Regions from separate parts of the Nomascus leucogenys genome. Here region 1 is linked to region 2. The links are chromatin contacts, called in public Hi-C maps. All regions are on one chromosome and are shown on one strand. Each heading gives the region's core, a stretch centred on a gene start, on an enhancer-like site or on the middle of the called end of the contact. The rest is flanking DNA. Distances are from core to core; before and after follow the strand shown. Region 1 has its middle 12 kb from the start of ISX. Region 2 has its middle 70 kb from the start of ISX.

Region 1 (2,700 bases), core at 114-2,613, 82 kb before region 2:
TAATACAGTATGTCACTCCACTATTAGACTACAAAAGACTGCAACTGCTGTCTGTCTTGCTCACTCACTCTTTCTCTCTCTCTCTTTGCTTATTCCAGGAGAAGTTAAATGCAATGTTATAAGCAGCCCTATAGAGAGGCCTACGTGGCGAGGTCTGAGTCTCTATCCACAGCCATGTTAGGGAAACTTCTTGGAAGCAGATTCACTGGCCCCAGTCCAGTCTCTGGTAATCACAGCCCAGCCTACATCCTGACCAAAACCTCATGCAGGATCTTGAGTTGGAACCACCCAGCTAAGCTGCTCCTAGATTCCTGATCCTCAGAAACCGTGTGAAATAATTAAGCCCTGAGTAATTTATCACAGAGTCATAGGTAAGTAATTCACATGCATTATATTTCTACTGAGCAGCATTGATCTCAAGCTAAAAACAAACAAACAAAAAAAACAGCAAGCCTCTAGAGCAGACATTCTTAACCCTAGCTACACGTTAGAATCACCTAGAGAACTTTAAATTACTGCCGCTGGGGAACCACCCCAAACCAACTGAATCAGGAGGACTCCAGGGGGAGAGGCCTGGCACTGGTATTTTTTTAAAGTTACCCAGGTGATATTAATGTGCAGCCAGGGTTGGGGTCGCGCTCTGAGGAAACGCTTCTCAAATGTCATAGTACTTAATTCTACATATCACCTAGGGCTTTGCCACTCAATGGGCGCATGCAAATTACCTGGCCGCTTGTTAGAAATGCCAGGTCTAACAAACCAACTGTACAGAATCAGAGTCTGCACTTTCAATAAGACTCTGGAAAATTTCAATGCACACTGAAGTTTCAGAAGCAGGGATTTAGGGTATCACTTTGAAACTGGACCTCAGAAATCTCACCCTCCAAATTCCTGCTAAAGGTAACCATCCCCAGAATATGTTCTCCCTGAAAGATGTATTAGCTTGAAGTCGTGTGTGAGCTCTCTCCCCAAAGGATTCTGACATAATTAGTGTGAGTGGGGCCCAGTCACAGAGAATTGTGGGGGTTTGTGGGGTTTTTCTTGAGACATGGTCTCACTCTGTCGCGCAGGCTGGAGTACAGTAGCACAATCACGGCTCACTGCAGCCTCAACTTCCCGAACTCAACCATCCTCCTGCCTCAACCTCCCAAGTAACTAGGATTACAGAAGCATGCCACCATACCTGGCTAATAATTTTTCTCTATTTTTTGTAGAAATGGGGTCTCACTATGTTGCTTAGGCTGTTCTTGAACTCCTGGGCTCAAGTGATCCTCCCACTTTGGCCTCCCAAAGTGCTGGGATTATAGGGATGAGCCACTGTGCCCAGCTTTGTGAACATTTTCACTGGGTGATTCTAAGCTGCAGAATCACCTAGCTGGGGCCTTGGGAGCCACCATCCTGACTGAGCATAAGACAGGACTGAGCCCTCCATCAGTCCTTTCTCTGGGTCTCTCATCTCGCCACTACAAGCCTAAGTCAAGAGATTAAACATGAACCCTATAAGACAACTGTTTCATCTAGGACTTATCTGAAGAAACAGCCATTTCTTCCAACTCTAGAAAAGAAAAACTTGCCACCTGGGACTTCCCCAGAGCCAATGCACACATCACATCTCAGTAAGGTACTTACCTAAGGGACTTCCTGGAGTACTGTAATTCTAACGTTCATACCCTTGAGTCACATCTTTGAAAATGAATCCCCAACAAGATGCAATATGACTATATAGCAAGATTTAAGTTTTATATTGATTACTGTGCCACTTCCAAACCCCTTTTCACACAGCTAACAGTGGCCACAGTTTAAGAATTGTTTTATTTCTTTATTCATTTGTTTTGGGTTTTTTTCTGACATTATTTATCAAACCAAGAATGAAGGACAAAATCCACATTGACTCAAATTAAAATGAACTAAAAGCCAGTTTTAATTTTCCAACAACCCCATCAACAGTGGTGATGGAGTGTACCCAAGATATCTCTCAGCATTTCAAGAGATTCTCAAAAAAGCAATTTTCAGCAATTTGCAAGTTCCATTCCCCTTTTCTCAACAGCCCCATCTTTTGAGATGCAACCAAGAATTAATAGCCTTAAGCATGGCAATACCAAGGGTTAAGATGGGCGACATATTATCACTCTGTCTCTGGGTGAAAATCACCATCCTAAATTTAGTAATAAATAAGAAAGGCTAACTGTAATACGATTCACAACACTGACTCCTTCAAACTACTTACCATAGCTTGTAACTATTTTATCACTTCTCTATTTGTTTATCATTAGTGTCCTCTCTGATCTACGACCACATCAGGAGCCATGTCGGTCTGGTTCAATATATCTCTCCTACTTACTGTAGTGTCTGACACTAGTAGGCACCAAAAGAATGTTTGCTGAATGAAGGATTGAGCGGATAATTTCCCCAGATTCACACCATGTGCTAATGCTTAGTGCTTTATAAATGCATTGGTGAAACTTTGTCTACTCAGCTTGACACATCTGTTCATAAGGAGATGATCTATGGTAAATTAGTTCTACTCCAGAGCAGTTTAAGTGGGACCCTGAAAATCCTACACCAACCCTGACATTCTGTTCTTCAGACATTATTATGACTAACTTGAAATATGTGATATAAATGGAGGCTTTTAACCATCATACACAACTCAAGGTCCAAGCAGGCTGAACATAACCACCCAGAGGAATGTGAGTCCAC
Region 2 (2,700 bases), core at 195-2,694:
ACCTCATGTCAAAGCAGTTTGCAGGGAGAGAGGAAGAGAAAGGGAAGCATAATATCCACCGAGCAGGCAGCGGGAGATGCAAAAAGCAGAGACTGAAAGCGAAATGAGAGGGAGAGGGGTGAGGAAAGAGAGCAAGGGAGAGGCTGAGAGGGATGGAGCAGGGCAGCCAGAAAACACAGAGTGAGAGCAGGATGAGATGGAGACAAGGGAGGAGGAAGGAGAGAGAGGTGACTTGAGAAAGACCCAGGAAAGAGGTAAGCGAGTGTGCGTGTGTGTGCATGCGTGTGTGTGCATGCGTGTGTGTGCACGTGTGCGCAGGTTGGGGGGTGGGGAGGAAAGGAGAGGAAAGAGGAGGGGAGAGGAGGACCCTGAAGGAAAGGGGAGGGAAAAGGAGAGACTGGAGTTCAAATCCCAGCTCTTCTCTTCGCTGTCTCTGGAAGGTCCCTTAACATTCCTAGTCTCAGTTTCCTCAACCATGAAGTGTGGATGATAATCTTTACTTCTCCCTGCCCTCCCTACACCCTCCCCAGTTCCACCCACTCCTTGGACTGCCGCAGGCACCAGGAGATGACAGATGTCAGTCTTTGGAGTTTGGCTGATGGAGGGAATGCCAGTATATTCCTGAGAAACCTGAGTTTTTCTACTCAGCCTGGCGGGCTTTGTGCAGCCCCTTGCTTTGGCTGGGCTTGGGGAAGTCCCAGTGCCTGTTGTAGGGCCTGGCAAGAGGACCATCAAGATGAGGGCTTTGTCTGGATCTAGGGGAACTAGATTCCTTTCACCAAATGGAAAAGCCAGTTTGGGGATGTTTTCTCACAACTACCCTGGAACTCTCCTGGCTGGGGGTCAGGAGATTTGGCTCAAAGCTACACCGACACCAGGGTTTTGGGATTCAGGAGTGGTTGACAAGGAGGTAACTGCAGAATAGAAGCCTCAGAAATCAGATGGAGGTGGCTGCCATTTCTCCTCTCTTTTCTGAGTGTGAAGAGGCCATAAAACAATTAGAGCTCCATGTTGTTCTCCCAAGAGAGCAGGGCGGGTGTCTCTGCCTTATTGAGTATAATCAGCACCGAGATAAGGGTTCCCCTGCAACTGTAGGAGAAGATAGGCTGCCCCATAAACCTGGGTCACCAGCAGGGCACGGGGGTGAAAAGGTAAAGGGAGGAGCCGTGGCACCTCGTGCTGTCCCAGGGAAAGCCTCCAGCTGGAATTCTGACCTGATAGGGGAGGGCCGCAGGCCCCTCGGCCTGAGTACCTTCTTCCACCATGGGGCTTGTCCCAGACTTGGGGAAGGTACCTGGCGGGTGGGCATCAGAGGTTAACCCACTTCTCACCAACAGCCAGGGTTGACTGTAAGTCTGGAGGCACGGGGACAGGCAGACCATTCGTCACTGAACCATTTCTGTTCTGTCTGAGCCTCTGCCACCCTGCCCCTCCCCCAGGGCCAACTAGACCACCACTACCTTCCCCCGCCCCCCTTCATTCAGCCTCAGGAGCCACAGGGGGGCTCTAGGACTCTGCTCTAGCTACTGCCTGCATCAGCCCTGCTTGGACAGTGCCCAGGTCCTGCTGGTGGTTAAATATTCTGAATACCTCCCCTGCCAACAACCCTGATTTCCTGAGCGTGAAGATCTTAGAGGAGAATGGCTCCATCTGTATTTGAAAGCAGGAGGCCAGGGAGAGGACAGAAGAAGGAATAGCCCTTTCGCCTGCCCCTGGGGAGTGACTGTGCCTTTCATCAAATGCTTTCTTTCATTTAATCCTAACCGCAGGGAAGTGGCACTGCTCTTTGAGAGTAACAAGAAAGAGAAAGTAATTTACCAAATTTCCTTCTGTGTGTCTTAAGAAGAGACTTTGGCAAACTGAGGGTGAAGGGTGAAAGCCCAAACTCTCAGCCACTCTGAGAAGGAAAGGAACTCCAGATCGAACATCAGGGCCTGGTCGCAGCCTACATGTTGTTACCATTTGGATAGGGTTCCAGAGACCAGCGTGCAAGCACTGAGACCAAAACCCTTTGAGGATGAGATGCAAACAGGGTCGGGAGGCCAGTGAGCTGACAGTTTCTCTGCATGACTCAAGATGTGTCCTTGGCTGTAACTTCCACCTCCTGGTTGTCAATATCCTCATCTATAAAATGAGAGGCTTGGATTTGATAATTCAAATTCTATCTCCTCCTTCTCTGATTCTATGATTCTCATCCAACCACTTATCCACTGGATGGAAGGAATGTCTGTGAAGGAGGCAAAAGAGGAGGTGATTCTATCTGGCTGCAAGAAGGCCCAGTGTGTCTTGAAGAGCACAGGATTAGGAGACAGACCTGGACAGGGCTGCCATGTATGTTTATTGAAGTTCCACACTGCACACGGTGCTCAGCTGAGGGGGCCAGGGGGGTTGCAATACAGCCTGGGCTCTGCTCAGCAAGCTGTGCACGCTGGTATGGGGTTTCATCCACCTGAGGAAATGCACCTTCTTCTAATGTGTGCAAATGTGCCACATAGGCTGGTGGCAACTCTGACCTTAGGAGAAGATGCAGAAACCAATAGGGAGAGGGAGCTCATTAAATCCAAGGTTTGAGACTTTCTAGCTCTATGACCTCAGCCGATTTAAAGAACCTGAACTTTGCTGGGCACAGTGGCTCACGCCTGTAATCCCAGGACTTTGGGAGGCCAAGGCGGGTCAATTACCTGAGGTCAGGAGTTCGAG

The links. A called contact is a pair of places that touch in the nucleus more often than the background predicts.
Region 1: a Hi-C map of an unstated tissue shows a contact between it and region 2, with 2.4 times the contacts expected there. The contact joins two enhancer-like sites. A contact is called at or near these places in 2 of 4 Hi-C or Micro-C datasets (a lymphoblastoid cell line and an unstated tissue).

The regions. Positions count from the first base shown.
Region 1 is chr7b:15,160,289-15,162,988 of Asia_NLE_v1, reverse strand. No RefSeq gene overlaps it. Among named protein-coding and RNA genes, the nearest start is that of ISX, 12 kb to the right of the region's middle. Within about 2 kb of position 1,363, the one cell type or tissue checked has an H3K27ac peak away from gene starts, as active enhancers do. A contact at or near this core is called in a lymphoblastoid cell line, where this site is marked.
Region 2 is chr7b:15,078,730-15,081,429 of Asia_NLE_v1, reverse strand. No RefSeq gene overlaps it. Among named protein-coding and RNA genes, the nearest start is that of ISX, 70 kb to the left of the region's middle. Within about 2 kb of position 1,444, the one cell type or tissue checked has an H3K27ac peak away from gene starts, as active enhancers do. A contact at or near this core is called in a lymphoblastoid cell line, where this site is marked.